Regions from separate parts of the Bombyx mori genome. Here region 2 is linked to region 1. A link is a contact called in public Hi-C data. All regions are on one chromosome and are shown on one strand. Each heading gives the region's core, a stretch centred on a gene start, on an enhancer-like site or on the middle of the called end of the contact. The rest is flanking DNA. Distances are from core to core; before and after follow the strand shown. Region 1 holds the start of LOC101743551 (probable inactive serine/threonine-protein kinase scy2). Region 2 overlaps LOC101743410 (WW domain-containing protein tag-325).

Region 1 (5,662 bases), core at 1,709-4,208:
GACAAATGTTCACGATTTACTTCCACGGTGAAGGAATAATATCGTGTAATAAAAATGAAACCCGCAAAATTATAATTTGCGTAATTACTGGTGGTAGGTCCTCTTGTGAGTCCGCACGGGTAGGTACCACTATCCTGCCTATTTCAGCCGTGAAGCCGTAATGTGTTTCGGTTTGAAGGGTGGGGCAGCCGTTGTAACTATACTGAGACCTTAGAACTTATATCTCAAAGTGGGTGGCGCATTTACATTGTGGATGTCTATGGGCTCCAGTAACCACTTAACACCAGGTGGGCTGTTTGCTCGTCCACCCATCTAAGAAAAATAAAAAAAGTAACAGCCAGCCTTAGTGTAGCTTCCTTCTAGCGTTTGGAGATTTGTGATGATATTCTTCTTTAATGGAATATTATGTTAATTACCACTACGGAGCGACTAAACTAGGACCATGACGTACAAACTAAAAGAATTAATCTTTGTAATAAATTCAATAAAAAAAAAACTGTTCGATTTAAAACTCACACGCTTGGGTTATGACATTCTATCTATTTATTTATTGAGACATTCGTCACAACATTGTCTGAGTAGAGAGCCGTATTACTAATAATACTCGTAGTATTCTATTGAACAGCATAGTATAGTATAGTATACATTTCTATAGTAGCTTCCACCTCACGTTACAAGGCAGGTGACTATTAGTAATATTTATATTAGCTATTCCTTTATGAAAATAACTTTTAAAATATATTTACTGGTTTATTTGAAAATTATGTAGTACTTAATTGTTGTAATACATATTATTATTTAAAAAAATAAGTAAATATAATACATAAAATACATAAAACGTGTAGCACATTGTATGACAAAAAAAAAAACTCAGGGACCTGATTATTGTGAAATGGTAGAATAAAGTAGTTTATTTTGTGCTCTGGCATCACTGACATGACAAGTATTGCATCGCTTAGCTAAATAATAAAAAATGTTATAATAAAATTCGTTTAAAAAACGGTAAAGTTTGTTAATGATAATAATTGTACTGATAAGCATTACTCATACATAGTCGAAATTTTTTTATTAAAAAGTAATATTCGATTTTTATGATTGTTGTTATTCAAACAAATTTAAATACCGTCCGCATCTGACCGAAGTCATTGTATCATATTTCTTTGCTGTTTCGTTAATATCGTATAGGTAAAAATTAAATATTTTCCACTTAGTTCTAAATAAATCTTGTTATTTATCTATGTCTCAATAAAAAAAAAAACTACTATAGGTGGTGGTTGTATTAGAACTTATATATTATATTAGAACTTATATATATTTAAATTAGTACTAAAGGTACAATGTATTAGAAGTGTAGGTATCCATCACGTTTTTTTTTACTTAATTTGTGATAATTGTTGTGGTGTAAAATTATTTGTTTGGTTCAAGGAACCGTCGCTATGTGATTTTAGATTAAAATAAAATGAACAAAAGAAATTTGTGGGTTTTAATTTTTGATCATGGTAAAAACCACTTTTTATTTATACAAGTCTTCAGTTGACTATAATACATAAAGAAATAATCAAATATTCTATATTCGACGGCTCCAAGCCAAGGTCTGTCTGCTGTAGTATGGATGTCAAAATCCAAAGACTGAACTGAACATTACATAGAACTTTTCCAGCTACTTCCGGAAGAACAATAATGTAGCGTGTAAATAGCTACATCACATTGTGTGTGATTAGGGAATGGTTAAAAATGAAGCGATGCGATTTGAAAAGAGAGACATTTTGGTGCGCGCGGGCAAAATGCGAAATCATAACCTGAATCAGAAAATAGAAAACTCGTGACCAACCTGATGCTCTTAAAGTCCTCGTCCTCTGCAGCGGTAGGGCTTCTTAAATGGTTATTCAGCGGTGAACGGGAAGCGAGCACTTCATAATATTAATTAAAGTTCTGGTATGATAAGATAGTGGCGCGTAAAGTCAGTTTAATCCAGATTAATTTTTCGCGTTGCGCGGGAAAGACCAAGAATGCGAATGTGACGTGCGTGAGTTCTAAATTCAAAGTTACGTTCTATGGTGATTCATTTTGTAAATTCCTACGCATTCAAGGAGAATTTATTGGATCTCAAAGGCATCACAAGCGTAAAAATTATAAATTCAAAACTGTGTAGAAAAAAATACGGCGCTCATACTCTTTTTAAATATCTGCTTTTTAAAAGAGATGGCATTCACACTATGCCGTCTATGGGTTTTAATAATAGGGAAGTAGATTGATAAAATATGTTTTTGAATAGTGGAGATAATGTTTCAAACATGTAATGCCGAGAGATGATCAGCGCGTTAGAATCCTGCGAAGAGTAGTAATAACGCTTATGTCATGAAGCTGGAGGAGCAGTGACTATTTTGTCTCTATATGTTATCTCTCAGAAAAGAACCGTGGGGATCGAAAGCCAATGCTATACCGATATTTGGAATGATAATAAATAATAATACAAATTTAGGTGTGTGTTAAATTTACTACAATATCACCAATCGTTAAATATCCCTCTATAAAATATTGAACTGGCGGCCGCTAGGTGCGGAGTATGCAAGCAATGCACAGAACAAAAAAACGGTTAGATAAATCTCCAAACCATTGCTAACTAAGTTAGGGAAATCAAATAAAATCGTCAAAATAGCAATGACCTTACTATTTCCCTAGGATGGATCGCCAGTTCAATGATCCCACAGGATGTTAAGGGCAGCTACTGAACGCACCTACCACTGTTTCCGATATCGACCTACTAAGTAGAACTGGTCAGAAACTCACCATGCTCATATCATTTAATTTTGTTAACTTTCATTCTATAATCAATTACATATTATATTTTACATTTCACTTCTTATACAACAGACTTTGTTACAAAAGGTTTCGTTGTATGGCCTACGTTCCCTTAGCGTGCTTAATGGACGAATAAAAAAAATAGTTTAACCGTCACTGTACACCTGCCGAGTTTTTTGTTTACAATATTTTAAACAGAAAGTTGTGAATGAAAATTATCTTTTTATTTGATTTTATTAATTACATATTTCTCATATGAATGTTCTGTGTTCGTAATTATCTTACCACGAGATTTATGTACAGATTTGCAGGTGAACATTTACTTTTTCTAAAATCTGTGTAACGCTGCTTTAATACTGATAATAACTAATAAATGCGTACGGATGGGTGAATTTACTTTTTCATTGTCCTTAGAACATAATTTTATGGAATTACAACTCTTTTTAACAAAGTTATTTGTAGTTTATCATTTTAAATATATTGTGGGATACATATACTTCGACGTATTTCTATCAAACAAATAATACCATTCTAATTATTATAAATAATAGACGTTCTATACCGTAAAACTAATGATATTTCTAATATTAACTATATTTTGTTAAACAATCTCGACAATCTTTGATTAATTAAATAAATGAACCCGCATTTGATTTGGCAAAAAAAAAATACAAATAAATTTAATACTGTTTCAAAAAGCTGTTATTCTATTTCCAGTTTATTATGGAACCAGTCAACAACAATCAGTTTGAAGTAATACCAGATTTAAATAAAAGGAAGATCACAGCTCCATCACAGAATGTGTACCTCAACCCAGCATTGGATCTTCTTGCCAATGAAGATCCCATGTGCAATAATGCGATGGAAATTGTTCCCATAAAAAAACGCAAACGAGCAAGAAGCTGTGACATAACCGCATTTGAGAATACTGCCCTTGATTTGGGCATAAGTAAAGCAGCGGTCAATGAGTTTTTAGTTAGAGAACTGAACAACGTAAAAAATAATTTAAGAATGCAATCAATGGATATTAATGATAGACCTAGTTTATCATTACCAAACACATCCATAGATAAACCGGAAGACATTAATATGGAGCCTATGCATTCAGAACCAATTTATGCTAATATTAACACCAAGCCTCTTTCCACAGACACAATTAACAATACCACAGATAGTACTCGAATGTTTGAAATCGAAGAAAATTCCAAATCGGATTTTTCCAATAGAGATTCTGGTATTTCAGTTTTAGAACCAAAGAACGTAACCAACACCGATATATCCAGTGTAATGAATCTATCAAATATAACTAATATTGAAAGTACTGTAACAAGCCAAACATGTAGTAACAATACTAACAACATTAGTCTAAGTTTTATAGATCATTTGGCTTTAGACTCACCGAGTGTTTCAAATCAATCACTTTACTTAGATGACGATTTGAATGAAAGCAATATAATGGAAATTAAAACTATAACAATTATAACAAAGAAGAAACGTATACACACATCGAACAATACCAACCCGTTTCTTGTTCCTAACTTCAACACAGGAAGCTATGTACCAAGTAGCAATCCTTTCTTCGATAACATTCAACCAGGAATCGACTATACCAACGAGAATCTTAATATACCAACACAAGAAAGTAATTTATTACCGAGGAAATTATTCAGTGATACCAATAGTACAGTTTCGACTGAATCAGGATTCAATATAGAAGGAAATGAATATGAAAAAGTCGATAATTACAGAGCAGAAAGTCCAGTTTACGAAAATATAGACGAGACATACAACAAACAAAGCAAGATATTGGGATGCAACGTTTCACGATTCAGTGCTGATGATATAATGAACATTAATAAAACCAGCCAATCAAACAATGATTTGAACGCAAGAAAAGACATAAAACACCAGTTAATGAAAGTGAAAAATAAATTATCGAAAAAAGTTTTTAAATCGTTGAAAAAAACATTCAGAACCGAGAAGGTTGATAGGACATCGAATCCTTATGAGGTGCCGAGGAAAATGAAACAAAAAACTGAGGTGCCCGGTATAGAGAATCCGGCCCTGCGTTTGGACAACTCTGATGAAATTGAAATAGAAGATGTCGATGAACATGAATATGAAAGTGTAAAAACGCTTAGGAACACTCAATTAAATATGAATCTCACTCCACTGAGAGAGAAAAATGAATGTAATCTCTCACATAACAAAACATACACTCCCGGTAAAAAAGTGCGTTTCGACTCAACTTTAAATCAAGAGAAAGTGATCACCGGCAACAGTTTTGATGGGGACATCCAGAGTCCAGGGTTCGACGTCAAGATAGACAAGTATCATGATGAACTGGAGAATTGTATTAATGAAAAGAAATTCTTGCAACAAAATATGTGATGTTACATAAGACTGAATTATGGAATAAGTCATCTTCCTTTCATCATCAGCAGCTTAGGTCGAATAAAACACAATCTATCCTTATGTTTGACCTGAAGTTGTTTATAAATTATACTTGCACTTCTTTCTGTCTACCCCATAGACCGTAACTTCATATTAGCCCAAAAGACATGTCACTGGTACACTTCGTAACAAGCAAAGCGACCAAGTCGGCGGTTTTTAAGGTAGCACGTACTTAACACTTTAATCTGTTATGTTTAGCGCCAGTAACCACTTAACAGCAGATAGCTGTGTACTCATGCTCTCATAAAAATAAAATATTATATGCAAATTAAAATCTTTACCTAGTAGGTAACTAAAATTAAAATACAGTAGATTGTGGGGAATAGAGACTAGAGTTAGAATAGGGACAAATCTGGGACGTCACAATACTTTTGTTGAGTTTTTTAGATTAAACTTTGTTGAACTG
Region 2 (5,312 bases), core at 1,153-3,652, 47 kb after region 1:
TCGATTAGTTGATGTGGACGTTTGCATCGAAGTGAGCAAGCTTCGTGTGATGCCCATTGGCTCACGTCACCACTTATCACTAGATTGGCTGTGAACTCGTCTGCCCGACAACGGAAACACAATACATTTCTTTGGCTTCACTGTGATAAAGACAATAATAGACGCTAAAACAATAAAAGATATCTAATTATTTTTGAGAGCCAATTCAACAACAAGTCCAACAAGTCATAGAGCTTTTATTGGACATCAAGATAATCTATACCCTAAATTATTTAAACATCATTACGGTTCTATTACAGACATTTCTTTTTATTGCCACAAAACTCGAAATATCCAACTACATATGAGGCCGTCAGCGCAAAAGTGGCCTAACCCATAATTTTTCATAATCATGCTTATAATATCGACGCTTGAAAGGCAAACGTGACTAAGCGACAATAACTGCTTTGTACATAAATGATAGGCAATAACCATATTCGATGCGCAAAATATATATATATTTCTAGGTCTATTAAAATCATTTCAATCCTACAGCTACTAGCTAGATTCTACTACAGCTAGATTCGTTAAAATAGATTTTTTTTCAGGTATTTCAACTTTAAATTAGTCTACTGTAAAGTTCACGCATTGTCGCTTAGTCACGTTTGCCTTTCAAGCGTCGATATGTATATTGCAATTTATTTTAAATATAATAAATTTTGATGCAAAACCGGCCTATCCATAGTTTCACTCATAGATAACAGATGGCTTTGTAAGCATTATTGTTTTTTTGTCTACTCAAATTCAGATTCATGAAAAATTAATCATCATTGTTCCATAATAACTATGGTAAGCTTAGGCCACTTTTGCGCTGACCGCCTTATATGTCTTAGATTTAAAAAAAAAATTTTCATTCATAAACAAATTGCTATTATCTGTGCACACTCTGGAGCACTATAGGCAAAAAAGTACAAAAATTATTGATGTAGAAGCAGCAATGTTTTTCACAGTACATATTTACGTGCTCCAACTCGAGTCGTGTAACCAAGAACTAAATAAAGCTCTTAACAATAATTTATGTATAAAAAGCGATCTCATATAAGGCACAAAGTCTAACTTGGCTTCAAGCCTATGTCTAATAAATGTAGGATCACACTAAACTCTCAAAGAAGCGGTACGAATAACGTATAAAAAAATTTAGAGTTTTATTGAGAGTTCGAGAATTTTAAATCCATACGAATATTTTGGACCCGGAAAATAACTTTGGAAACTACGCATACATTTAAAACTAAACTAAATGGTTACGTTATTCATTTTGATCTCTGTATAATTTATCATTTATATATTATTTAATTTTTAATTCTATATTATATCTTTATAAGATAAAAACAACGGTATGTTCGTCTTATTGCTTGAAAGATGATTAGGATGAGTCCGAACTAACCGCTAAAGTTCAATTCAATCTCTCAATCTCTTTCGCTCGCCTTCAGATATGACTAGCGGAACAGAGTCAACAAATAGTTGATGTTTATCATCATTATATTTTAATTAATATTAACAATTACTTATTCGTAGTGTACTTTATTTACAAAAACCATATGTAATTAATTGTACATTGCTCGTTCTAATGAACCAACCTTCTGTTTTGTTTTGTTTTTAATCAAGATAGTAATCTTGTTATTCATTTACATTAAGAACCTCATGCAGTCTACAAGAACATTTTCAAACATTCAAAACACGATGGACGTGATTCAAATTTCGAGAAAATTTACAGCGATTCTGTGATTTAAACCACTTTGAATCCAATTTTAATGTTCAGTAACGAACCGTTGCTTAATAACAATTAGTAAGATTTTTGCAACTATATGTTTAAACCAAGGCAAACCAAACGCAGTAAGTTGAGAAAAAACAAGAACGTCATCCAGGTATAGTACGAGAATATATTTTATAAAATATATTTATCTATTCAATAAAATTACATATAAAAAAACACAAGTTCTAACGTGTTTCACTGTTTATTATCCTTCTTTAAATATTTATTTTTAATAATTCCGCTAGTATTATTCGCCTAAATTTAGATATCTAAATACGTCAGTTCTCTCTTTATTTGATGAAAACCACTGATCATATTCACGAGTACCAAACTTAAATTTAAATGATTTTAAACTTACTTATACCATGAAACCATGTATCTGATTGGCACTACTTTATCGTTTAACTTTTACTTACAAAACAATTTTAGACTAAACCTGTTTTAGTTGAAATCAAAATCACGCTTTTTTCTTTGTTTTGTTTTCTTCACTGAATATCTCATTGAATTCGTTCAGGAGGATGTCGACGACGTTGTTCTGTTGGATGCAGTCGACGGCTATGTTACGTGCCTTCGCCGTAACCGGGGCCCATAGTATCGTCGGCCCGAATACTATGGCTAGATTGGCTATGTGCATCCTATTTTTTTCACTGTACTGCTGTACCCTGTGAAATAACATAGTTCGCTATAACCCATCAAGTTAAGGTGAGGAATTAACGTGATTGGAAGGTAGTCCACGTTTTGTTCGAGTTGTCATAGCATATCAAGTTAAGGTGAAGAATCAACGTGATTTGCAAAAAAGTCCACGTTTTGTTGGAGTTTTCCTGAGAGTAACTCGTCGAGTTTAGTTTGCAGGAAAAATGAGAAGATAAAATACCAGTAGACACTTAGCGTTGTCGATGACAATGAGCACCGCAAGTGACCAGTAAGATAATTGAGTCAATTCACTAACATGTGCAACCGTTATATTTGATTAAGAAATAAATTATATCAGTCAAATGACTTAGTTCGCAGAGCACTAACCCGCGAACTTCCAAACTCTAAGTGTATTTCTTCTTTACAAGCCATAAACTCCGAAATCTTTCTTCAGACGAGACTTACGGAAATTCACTCAGCTATGATTGAGCTTAATAAACATATTCAGTTACCTTAATAAATGTTCTAATAAGAATTTGAGCGTGTCCCTGTTGCATTGCGGCAGCGCTTGTATTATTTCCCTGAACTCTTTGATCTTCGCTTCCCTTGGCTTTATAGCTGCAAACGAATTGTTTACGATTAACCATTGCTTTCGATGTACACCCAAGCTTTCGGTTCATACGGTTTTAACAGGTTAAGGACCGAGATCTTTTTGCGATTTTTGCCAAAAGTAATTAAATACATATGGATAAAGAATTACTCAAATAAGCTATTCCTAGTTTTCGTTTTTTGATTATACTATTATGTTTTCAAATAGTTCCCCTTCAATTTGTTATAGCTACTAGCCTATATGAGCCATGGGGGTCTGCGTTTCCTACATATTCAATAGAAAACTTGCGGTCTGGGGTATTCTAGGCAGGTGAGTTGCGGAGATCACAAGGGATCGCTAATGTTGTTTTGCCAAAGTAATAGTATCCACCCACAGGGACCGCTCCGGTCCTTAATCTGTTAAGCTTGAGGTGGAAGCTTCTATTGTTTTGTAATGATAAAATATAAGGTGTGAAACTCCATGAACCACCAGCTATGTATTGATAATCGAGGAAGTTTGGAATGACTATATTTAAGGAGAAGTAGGCGTATACGTTGGGACGACGAGAGGAGAAGTCTTAAGCAATTTTGTGGCGACATCAACGCCGTAGCAATGATATTCTCTAACTATAATACTTTAACAATTGGGCCGGCTATTAGAAAAATATTAAGCCACTCCTGTTTAATAGATTTTTGTCATATTTTCTAACTAACTCCTCAAATTCAAATCCCAAGTGCATATCTTAATTCAAGGGACGAGGCATGATTACGTTAGAATCCATCGCAGTTTTGAAAGTTGACAAAACTGATTACGCTCGAGTGTGTAACGGAAATTCATACGCAAATATTCATCATCATCATCATCATCATCATCAGCCTTTATCTGCCCACTGCTGGACATAGGCCTTCCCCAATGCCTTCCACAGAATGCGGTCCTCCGTCTTCCGCATCCAACGACTTCCCGCCGTGCGCACTAAGTCGTCGGTCCACCTGGTCGGAGGACGCCCCACGCTGTAAGCGAATTAAGCTATAGTTGAAAGTCCTTGCTAAACTCACAGCAAGCGGCGAGAACTCTATGGAACAACGAGTACGGTATCAGCGGCTCCTTCAGCTCCCTGAAGAACAGTTTCAAGGAGCCCGTCAGCACGTGGATGTCGCTGTTCTTGCTTATCACTGAGGTGTTGTTCTGATCGATCTGAAACCAATTTATCAATAGGTGGTAGGACCTCTTGTGAGTCCGCGCGGGTAGGTACCACCGCCCTGCCTGTTTCTGCCGTGAAACAGTAATGCGTTTCGGTTTGAAGGGTGGGGTAGCCGCTGTAACTATACTTGAGACCTTAGAGCTTATATCTCAAGGTACATGACGCAAAAAAAAGGTGTATTACGCGAAATGCTTGTTTCTAACTGTAAGGTTTGTCCAAACAACCTTCTGATGTGATAGTCATAATAATTCTTTTATTTTTTATTGCTTAGATGAGTGGACGAGCTCACAGCCCACCTGGTGTTAAGTGGTTACTGGAACCCATGACAAGGTAAATGCGCCACCCACCTTGAGATATAAGTTCTAAGGTCTCAGTATACTTACAACGGCTGTCCCACCCTTCAAACCGAAACGCATTACTGCTTCACGGCAGAAAGAGTGGTGGTACTCTAATGTATTGAGTAATTGTTTATTGATAAGCTTTTAAAGTAACTGACCGATATGTATATGATACAAATTGCGACGCCTTACTGATGGCGATACACGAAATGACTGGAAAATTAGTGACTTATACGGTGGATTTTTACAGATGCAAATGCATTTTTACAGCTTCATTTTTCACATAGCATAAATAATTCAAAATTTGACGCTGGCAATAAAAAATGCAAGAAATCGATTGCCATACTGAAAAAAAGGAGAAGGAGAAAGACACCTACTATTAAAAAAAGTAGTTATTCTACGACTGAAAGTCAGCCCATAAAAACAACAATTTTGGAATATAATTCTGTGCATTCTACTTTGATTTTCATCTCCATTGGTTACGTTTTAGAATCGCAGAAAACCATCGCTAATGCTACACTCATGGGTGTTACCTTATGCTGATTTCCTGAAGATTTTAAATTTTTTGTTTTAAAGGAACAAGTTCGTAAGTGCTCACCTCTAACCGGATTTTCTGGACTTGGCTGAGGTTTCCGGAGGCTCTGTACAGGCCGTCAGTGCAGAGATTCTCATCGCTACTTTCGATTTCATTGACGCAGGCCACCACGAATTCCGGGACCTGGGGGCTGGTCTGCGGGCACACCTCCGCAAGGTTCCTCC

The links. Hi-C and Micro-C count contacts between places; a contact is called where the count stands out from the background.
Region 2: a contact with region 1 is called in a Hi-C map of whole pupa, with 2.7 times the contacts expected there. The contact joins the enhancer-like site here to the promoter of LOC101743551 in region 1. A contact is called at or near these places in 2 of 7 Hi-C or Micro-C datasets (both in whole pupa).

Annotation. Positions count from the first base shown.
Region 1 is chr16:2,262,665-2,268,326 of ASM3026992v2, forward strand. It overlaps LOC101743551 (probable inactive serine/threonine-protein kinase scy2), which reads left to right and starts at 2,959. Exons shown (of 2, transcript XM_012692730.4): 1 at 2,959-3,113; 2 at 3,520-5,662. The coding sequence starts at 3,526. The coding sequence ends at 5,193. LOC101736577 (alpha-tocopherol transfer protein-like) reads left to right here. Exons shown (of 5, transcript XM_004928914.5): 5 at 1-1,473.
Region 2 is chr16:2,310,634-2,315,945 of ASM3026992v2, forward strand. It overlaps LOC101743410 (WW domain-containing protein tag-325), which reads right to left. Exons shown (of 12, transcript XM_038016407.2): 9 at 5,152-5,312; 10 at 4,070-4,208; 11 at 2,938-3,043; 12 at 1-2,454. The coding sequence ends at 2,250. Among protein-coding and RNA genes, the nearest start is that of LOC101736449, 18 kb to the left of the region's middle. Within about 2 kb of position 2,403, at least 1 of the 8 cell types and tissues checked has open chromatin away from gene starts, as enhancers often do.